2 separate regions of the Mus musculus genome follow, and region 2 is linked to region 1. A link is a contact called in public Hi-C data. All regions are on one chromosome and are shown on one strand. The core of a region is the stretch at or near the end of the contact, and the rest is flanking DNA. Distances in the headings are between cores, read along the strand shown. Region 1 has its middle 17 kb from the start of Cemip. Region 2 overlaps Arnt2 (aryl hydrocarbon receptor nuclear translocator 2).

Region 1 (4,306 bases), core at 172-2,671:
GGCTCACAACCAAAAATATAAGAAAAACATGGAATTCAAATGAAATGCCCATTGTTCATCCATAGCATAAATTGGAATATATTCATAGAATAGCAACAAATACTCATGTGCTATAGCTACATGAATTAATAGGGGCTGCAGTCTGGATCTGGAATGCATCCCCAAAGCCCATGTGCTACGTCTAGAAACTTAGCCATTTCTTCTAAATTTCAAATTTATTCAGTGTATGCTTACAGAATAGTCCCCAAGGATCCCCTGGATTTCAGTAGTATCTGTAAAAATGGCTCTTGTTCATCTCATTTCAAGTTCTATTCATGTTAATGACTTGGCCCTCACCTTGGTGCTACCAGGACATATTCAAGACCTTTGAGAGGTGGTGTATAGTGAGAGATTAGGCCACTAAAGGGTGACTTCTAAGGGAATTATGGGACTCCACTGCATTCCTCATCGTTTTCCTGATTTGTCACATACTCCTGTAACGATCTTCCACACCACATAAACAAAAAGCATGGAGCCAATGAATGTGGATTGTAATCTCCAAAGCTAGATCAAAACTAAATTATAACTAAATTGAAATTATTTCTCTTTTGGGGTGGCTTATCTGAGATGTTGTTACAGCAATGGAAAGCTAACTGACACACAATAAAACGTGACTAAAAAATTAATGCAAGGATCAGTGAAACATGAATTGGTTACTTGAAAAGATTAACAAGACTGGTAAGCCCTTGGTGAAACTGACAGAGAGAGAGAGAGAGAGAGAGAGAGAGAGAGAGAGAGAGAGAGAGAGATTAATATAATTTGTGATGAGAGGAACAAGAACAATCACAGAAAATACAACTGAAATTCAAAGATTCATTGGGGAATATTCTGAAAACATGCACTGAATAAACTTGAAATTTTGAAAAAAAACCTAAGTTTCTAGACAGAAGTGATTTATGAAAATTGAGTCAAGAGGATACAAACAACTTAAACAGATTAATAATGAGAAATGAGATTGACGCAGTAATAGAAAGTGTTCAAACAAAAATAAAATAAATAAAATGATAGCCCAAAACTGAGCAGAATCACTCTGGATGCTATAGACCTTCAACAAAGGATCAATACCAATATGTCTCCAACAGGTCCATAAAACAGCAGTGGAAGGGATGCTCTGAAAGTGGTGCTAGGAAGCTGGTATCACTTTGAAACCAAACCAGATAAGGACATAGATACACACACATACACACACACACAGAGGGAGAGAGGGAGAGAGGGAGAGAGGGAGAGAGGGAGAGAGGGGAGAGAGGGAGAGAGGGAGAGAGGGAGAGAGGGAGAGAGGGAGAGAGGGAGAGAGGGAGAGAGGGAGAGAGGATAGAACAGCTTCCTTGATGACTATATGTAGTGGTTTGAATATGCTTGGCCCATAGGGAGTGGCACTTGGGAGGTGTGGCCTTGTTGGAGGAAGTATGTTACTGTGGGTTAGGCTTTGAGACTCTCCTCATAGCCAAGTGGGAGCCAGTCTTCTTTTTTTTTTTTGCCTTCAGAATAAGATGTAGAACTTTCAGTTCCTCCAGCACCATGTCTGCCTGAATGCTGCCATGCTTCCTGCCTTGATGATAATGGAATGAACCTCTGAACCTGTAGGCAACCCCCAATTAAATGTCTTGTATAAGAGTTGCCTCGGTGTTTCTTCACAGCAATGGAAACCCTAACCAAGACACTATAAATACGAACATTGTTAAAATATACTTGCAAACTGAAATTAAAAAACGTCTTAAAAGATCATTCATAAAGGTCACACAGCATTTTCATTCTGGGTGAAAAGTCAGAAAGAAAGAGAAACAGTCAAGAGAGCAAGCTACTTGAGAGAGAGAAGGTCTGTAGTAAGGGGGTGATTCTACAAAGGGGCTTCCTGTAAGAATCAAAGTCCTCTTCCACTTATGGAGAAGGAAGTGGAAGAGTTTTCTTTTCTGGTCAGCAGCTAGCATTGCTAGAGGGTGCCCAGTGAGTCATGAATTAAAGAACGTTAGGTGATCAATAAGCATCTTGCCTGGCTAGCCATTACTTGGGCTCCACAGGTCAGAGCAGTCAAGAGTCTAGAGCAGTAGCTCTCAACCTTCCTAATGCTGCAACCCTTTAGTAGAGGAACCCATAGCTCCCCATGCTGTGGTGACTTTCAACCATGAAATTATTCTGTTGCTACTTCATACCTGTAGTTTTGCTACTATTGTGAATTGTGATAGAAGTATCCAATATGCAGGATATTTGATATGTGATTCCTGTGAAAGGGTCTTCTGATACCATCCCCAAAAGGGATCACAATCCACAGGTTGAGAACCACTGGTCTAGAGAATCAAAGTTAATTTACTTCTAAAAATCAAATTACTATATTAGTGTTATAGGAATTATCAAGTTCAAGCAAAATAAAGATCTATACAAAGTGGTGGACCCTGACTAAGACCAATGACGGTCATTCTTTATTGTCAGCTTGACTGGATTTGGAGTTGCATGGAAACTCACCTCAGGCATGCTTGCAGCGGTGTCTCCAGGGAGGTTTCAATGTGGAGGACCTTGCAATAGTGTGTCCAGGGAGGTTTCAATGCGGAGGGAAGACTTCCCCCGAATGTGGGTGGCATCATCCTACAGTTGTGTGTGATCCTGGACTGAATGGAATAGGGAAGAAAGGGGAAAACAAGCTGGGCACCAGTTCCTCTCTCTGCTTCTCCCCAGGCTTCCATACTCTCCCCGCTATGACGGGCTAAACCCTCAACCCTCAGTCAAAAGGAACCCATCCTTCTACGAGCTACTTTTCATCAATAAAAATCACATGACTATCTTGAAAGACACAGAAAAGGCCTGTGACAAAGTCTATGGCTTTTCATAATGAAATCCCAAAGAACGTGAGACAAGATGTTTTGTTCACATTGCAACACAGAAAAGGCTAGCTGTGACAAACTTACAGCCAATATTGTAATGAATGAGGAAATATTTAAAAAAAAAAAACCACATTTCTTCTAAAATCAGGAACGAGACAAAGGTGTTCACTATCACCACTTTCATTAGTTAGCTTTTTGTTGCTGCTGTAAACAAAATACTTGACCAAAATAGCTTGAAGGCTGAGAGGTTTATCTCATAGTTTAAGGGATACTGTCCACCACAGCAGGGAAAGGATGGCAACCAATGTGGCTTGGTCTCAGACGCTCAGTGCTGGAGGCAGCTGCTTGGTAATGGCATCAGCCAGCAAGCAGGGAGCCCGGGCTGGAAGCAGTCTCAGAGTCTCTTAAGGGTTCCGCAGCTCCCCAAAACATCAGCACCAGCTGGGAAGCACCTGTCCCAATGCAGCCTGTGAAGCGTCTTGCCTACAGACCATGACAGGGAGGCAAGACATTGCTCAGAGGTTTCAGAGATCAGTCTTTGGCTATCTGGGTCTGGGTGCTTAGAGGAAGGCATAGGGGTGTGGGGAGCAAATGGTGGAGGAGAGCTGTTCACGTCATGGCTGACTAGGAAGCTGAGACAGGAAGTGGCTGCAGATAATACACCCTAAAGATTGTTCCCCAGGAATCTATGTCCTTCATCTGGGCCCCACCTCCTGAAGGCTTCATAGGTTCCCAAGTTAGCACCACCAACTGGAAATAGAGCAGTCAACCACGAGCCTGTGGGGGACATTTGTTATACACACACACAGACAGGCAGGCGAGGCATAGCACAGCGTTGAACATGCCAGTAAGGGAAAGATTGTACTAGTCTATTTTCCATATGAGGTGTGCTTAGTGTCGTCAGGGTTACAGATGAGCATGAGGCTCTGGGCCTTCTCTTCCCTACATGGTGGCTAGAGCTCTGAATGCTGGAGAATTACCAGTTGTCTGTAATGTGACTAGGCCCATAATAAAAACAGGAGCAGGCTCAAGTCACAAACTATTCACTAATAAGGTTCTATGTCTTAAACCAATGAAATGGGGAATTTGGGGAAAGGTCAAGTCCCAGACACTGGGAGAGGAAGACAAACTTTTTTCAACCAGCAGACATGGAAAGGCACCACTTGGTGCCAAATTCTGTACGCTGGTGCCCCATTTAACATGCAGAATGGCATGTTAAAAACATTTCCACTAATCTCTTGAATTTCTTACATTATTTCCAATGTGTCACCGATGTTCTGGCTACACAGAAATGTGAGCAGATGAAAAGGGGGGTATTCGAGATTGTGTTCCCTCTGGAATATGGGAGGGAAGAGAAATGTACCTAGGAGAAAGTGAACAGTTTTTTTTTTTAAGGTCTTGAAGATAATTATTTCTTAATTCAGTAATAGAAATTTGGGGGTTAATTTATT
Region 2 (4,779 bases), core at 1,219-3,718, 230 kb after region 1:
TGTCTGAGGGCAGGGCTCAAGTAAGAGGAGTGGATGAGGAGCCTGTCCCCTGAAAGGGACCTGGACCAACGTATACACCTGTCTGTCACTGAAGCCCCTAGACACTTGCCCCCAGAACTTAAAAAAAAGGTCAATCTTGTTAAACATTAGAAATGTAGGTTGCATGAATAGAGGAAGAAGGAATACTCAGTACAGGAGAGAAAGGAAAAGATGGGGCATGTGTGTAAGGAAGTGGAGCCACTCTTCCTCTGAGGTCATCGAATTCCTCCAAATGATAGCTCTCAAGTATTGGGGAGCCATAAGGGACATGGGCTCCTGAGATACCTAGAAAGAGCCAAAGGCCAACTCTTCTAACTTCAGTTGTCAAGGATAATGAGAAGGGAGAGCACATGAGACAGATGCCACACACACAAACTATGTGCAAAGGTAGTCCAGGGAGAGGGGATGGGCCTCAATCAGGGGCTGGATCAACTGGGCAGCACGCACCAAAGAATGCCCTGTTTAAAGCCTGCCTGAAGATTAAGAGAAAAATATTTGTGGAGTCACCTTGCACAGCACTTCTAATAGTACATAAATAGTTCTTATTCTTAGATTCCAAAAAAACATTTCCTTCCCACAGCCAGAAGAGCCTTTATCTATAAAAATGCAAATTAGAGCATGCTAACATTCTTCTAGGGACTGCATCTTGCGCTATGAGTAAATCTCAAATGCAAAAATGGCTCTCTAGGGCCATCACTAGCTGGCCTGTCTCATCACACTCACAAAAACTTCCCTTCTGAGACTGGCTAATCCCACAGGCTGACCATGTAAATTATGAATCTCCACTCTCTGAATCATTTCCCTGCTGCACATCCCCCAACATAGGAGTGAGGGTCCCTGTTCTTATCCTAGCATCTTCTTTCCTTTGAGCACACAGAGCCTTTTCATCCTGGGCTTACCATGTGACTGTCTGTGGCCCAGCCTCTCTGGGAGTTCTGCTGTGGATGATGAGCATGTCGAGTTCATTTCCAGCTGTATCTTCCATCTCCATCAGAGATGCATGTCTAATAATTTGTGGAATAAAAGACAGATTGTGGACTGCAAAAAAAGAAGCCCTCCTCACTCATAAAAAGTGGGTACTAAGCCTCAGGGACTAGACTCAGTCATAAACCAAGGCATTGCCAGCTCCAAGGAGAATGGAGACCAGAGAGCCCCATTACCTTGGCTTCAGTCTTAGCATACCTGACACTTGCTTTATCAGATCATCTCGGGCAAACCACGGCAAGCTTAGGTCTCACCAGTTCTGGCGCGGGCCTCTTTTGCTTTGAAGGACTTTTCAGATATTCCACAGAGGTTCCTCTAGGCCTCTTGTTCCAGGAGGACTGGAGTGTCCCTCCCCTCATTTGTTATGGGCTCCCACCTGCATTTTCTTCATGACACCACTTGGCCTGAAGCTTCCCCTTTCAAGCCTGGGGTCGGTGACTGCTTAGGATAGGGTGGCCAAAGAGTTTCTTGTTCCAATTGGGGCAAATTTTGTGCAATTTATACTTCGGATCCCCATTCATACAGGTCATATTTCTCCTGAACCTAGTTTCTTTTCTGACCTCCCCTGACCTTTCCCCATCTCCCTCAACATTTAGTCCCAAGAGTGTTCACATAGCTGTGTGCAACTATGTGTCTAGGGAACTCCACTAAAGATAAAGGTACCAAAGACAGGAAAAAGGAAGCTGAGATATGGCAGGTATGCTCTGAGCACCATCCTCACATCAACACTGAGGAGAAAGTAAAGGCTTAGGGAGAATCCCAACCTTGATCAAGGTCATCCAGCAGAACTGAATCTATCTCTATAGCTCCTACCATCAGCTCACTGATAGTCTGCTAGTGTGAAAGTCTCCTAACCAATGCAACTCAATGCACTGTTTGAGACAGTGGCAGATTCATGGGCTACAATACTTAGTGTGCTGAATACAAACATACTGAAGTGGAAATGGCTCTCTCCCAAGGTGACTGGCTTTATTGCTACCTACATTCAAAACCACGAGGCCATGTCACAAACGAGTCATAGTGGGAAAGCTATAAAGGACAGGCGGGATTGGCCTCCACAACCTCACTATATAGAGCTCTTGTGATTCTCAGTCCTCAAAACATGTGCACTGGGTCAAGGTTAAAGAACGACATTGTAAATAGCTCACTGGGGAGTAATTTATGTCATCACTCGAAGGGGAAAATTGCAAACCATCCATGCATCTTTCCATTGGATCAATGCCTAAGCACGCAACTGGCAGAGAAGGCTTTTCGTCCGGGTGTAAGCAAAGAATTTACAAAAATAAAGGGAAAACTGGATGCAGATGCTTTCTTCAATTAGCATTTACTGAAAAGGCAGTGAAGAGGAAAGGCAGAGCTTATGCATGGATTTCCATTCAACCGTTTGCCTTGGGTCATGCCACTTCAGGGGGAGATGTGTGTCATTCCTTGGTGAAGCTGGAGGAAACTATTTTAATTTTCTCGAGCACACTGGGGTTTTGCAATCAAGCTATTTTTAACTGAAGGCTGCACAAAGTCTGACCATCACGTGAGGTTTTTACCAAGATCTAAATCATAGCACCAGGAAGCAATGATTCAGTGTCTCTCAAAATGTTCCAAACAACTCGAAATAATTACATCTTCCTGAAAACAATACTATTCCCAGGCTATTTTTGTCATTGGGGGGGGGGGTGGTCTGTGGACTCGCTGCTTGGGTATAAAGGTTAAGATGAAAGATACTTGGTGAAGAAGTGGAGACTCTGGCAGTGTTTAAAGGGCAGATGCTGTGGATTTTCCATCATGCTATACATCTTTAACATTCTGTTTCTTGGTGGAGTAAAATCAAAAGTAGTCTTTTCATCTTTTTTAATTCTCTCTCCTAGGTACTGGGCAGATTGGACTGTACTCTGTTTGTGGTCTCTTCCCTTTTATTTTTTGTCGTTCCCAGAGATTGTATCGGGATATTGGAATTCTTAGATTCTGGTTCATGCTGGAACCACAGAGTTGCTTTTAAAAATACAGATGAGGGGACTGAAGAGATGGCTAAGAGGTTGGAAAAACTTGTTGCTCCCGCAGAGGATGAGGACTTGAGCTCAAATCCCAGCTCACATCAGTTAATAACTCCAGTTTCAGGGGATCTAAGGCCCTCTTCTATCCCCAGAGGCACAGGTAGGCATGGGTCTGAATCTGCTTCTGCCAATGCGGCCACTGCAAAGTTGCAGGTCTGATCCAAGGCAGGAGGAAGCTGGCTAGGACTCATGTATCAGATGGTGAGCCGAGTCAGAACAAAGAAGGGCAAATGAAGACAGACAGAAGCCCAGTTTAGAACTCAGGCAGCTGTGAATGCATAAGCAAGAATCCTGAAGAGGTAGGCTGGCTGCTTGGATCTGATGGTCTGGATTCCAACCCCAGCAAACCTGATCAGTGTAGACAAGAACATACTGCTCTTTATGCCAGCCCATGTCAGTTAGGTGGTCGGGCTGGGAAGAAATGAAGAGGGATCAACTAAGGAACAGCAGAGGGATTGGGCAGCATCCTCCATCTATATCCTATTCCCAGCTGAATGGACGTGATGCCAAGATGCTGAGGCAAGCTAAGTCACATGCCATTTCCAGGACTGCACGATTCATTCTTGGGATTTTGATAGTGTTGACTCATAGAGCAGGATGGTTCACAGTTATAACAGTAACAGCCCTGAATATGCTTATCAGCAAGCAGGTCACATTGCAGCTGAGATGCAAAGAAGCTAGGCAAGTTCAGGGGACCCAACACTAACCACAATATAACTGGTGTCCTTATAAGAGGGGCATTAGCTGGGCAGTGGTGGCACACACCTTTAATCCCAGCACTTGGAAGGCAGAGGTAGGTGAATTTCTGAGTTCGAGGCCAGCCTGGTCTACAGAGTGAGTTCCAGGATATCCAGGGCTACACAGAGAAACCCTGTCTTGAAAAACCAAACAAACAAACAAAAATAAATAAATAATTAAAAGAAGGGCATTCGACACTGAGACAGCAAGTAATGTAGGAGGCCCAGATCAAGAGGCTTAGACCAGATTTCCACCCAGAACCCACAGAAGGAACCAATCAAGTTCACACTAGTCTTTCAGAATGCTGACCTCTAAAGCGGTGAAGAGAAGACATTCTTGTTGTTTAAGCTGTCTTAGCTATGATCATTCACTATAGTAAACAGAGGAAAACACCCTCAGCCAGCCCAACCTGCATCATCTCCTTTTCCTGGGTAACTCCCACACCTGAATGAGATGAATCCTCCCATCTCTGGAATTAATCCACCACACCTTCCGGAGATGAAGCCTCTGTAGCTGCTGAGATGAACTCTATCTTCCCCACACAGCCAATCTGGCTTCCCACTCCATCCTCCATGCTATGGCCACTGTGAGCTTCTCACTTACAACAGAGACAAAGGATCTCTTTGGTTGGAAACTCTGAGATTCTAAGGCGTAGGGGCTCATGATGCTCTGGGAATAGGTACTGCCTCCCCTCCTTTGGCCATCTTACCTGGCTCACCCTTGGCTTCCTTGACACATCTTACAAAGCAGTTCTCACCCCATGACCTTCCCTAACCCATCTAGACAGGTCAAATACTGTGTTACTGGCTTTTGTTTCCCTTGAGGACCTTACCCTATGTCGCACCATGCTATGTGTGCTAAACAAGAATTCATTTCTGATGTCTGTTCCCATAAACTGTAAAACCCACAAGAGCTTGGCTACTTTGGTTGAATTCATTACCATATCCCTAACACTTAGCATAGTAACTTG

What was found. Hi-C and Micro-C count contacts between places; a contact is called where the count stands out from the background.
Region 2: a Hi-C map of bone marrow-derived macrophages shows a contact between it and region 1, with 23 read pairs. The contact joins two enhancer-like sites. A contact is called at or near these places in 2 of 39 promoter capture datasets (the HPC-7 cell line and cranial neural crest), 4 of 484 Hi-C or Micro-C datasets (bone marrow-derived macrophages and embryonic stem cells), 4 of 115 datasets of contacts at active chromatin or transcription factors (embryonic basal ganglia, extraembryonic endoderm stem cells, neural progenitor cells and 1 more) and 1 of 9 other capture datasets (embryonic stem cells).

Annotation. Positions count from the first base shown.
Region 1 is chr7:84,101,315-84,105,620 of GRCm38.p6, forward strand. No RefSeq gene overlaps it. Among named protein-coding and RNA genes, the nearest start is that of Cemip, 17 kb to the left of the region's middle. Within about 2 kb of position 1,422, at least 20 of the 459 cell types and tissues checked have an H3K27ac peak or open chromatin away from gene starts, as enhancers often do. A contact at or near this core is called in bone marrow-derived macrophages, where this site is marked.
Region 2 is chr7:84,330,568-84,335,346 of GRCm38.p6, forward strand. The region is part of intron 5 of Arnt2 (aryl hydrocarbon receptor nuclear translocator 2); the gene reads right to left. Among named protein-coding and RNA genes, the nearest start is that of Gm30873, 3.9 kb to the right of the region's middle. Within about 2 kb of position 2,469, at least 50 of the 459 cell types and tissues checked have an H3K27ac peak or open chromatin away from gene starts, as enhancers often do. A contact at or near this core is called in bone marrow-derived macrophages, where this site is marked.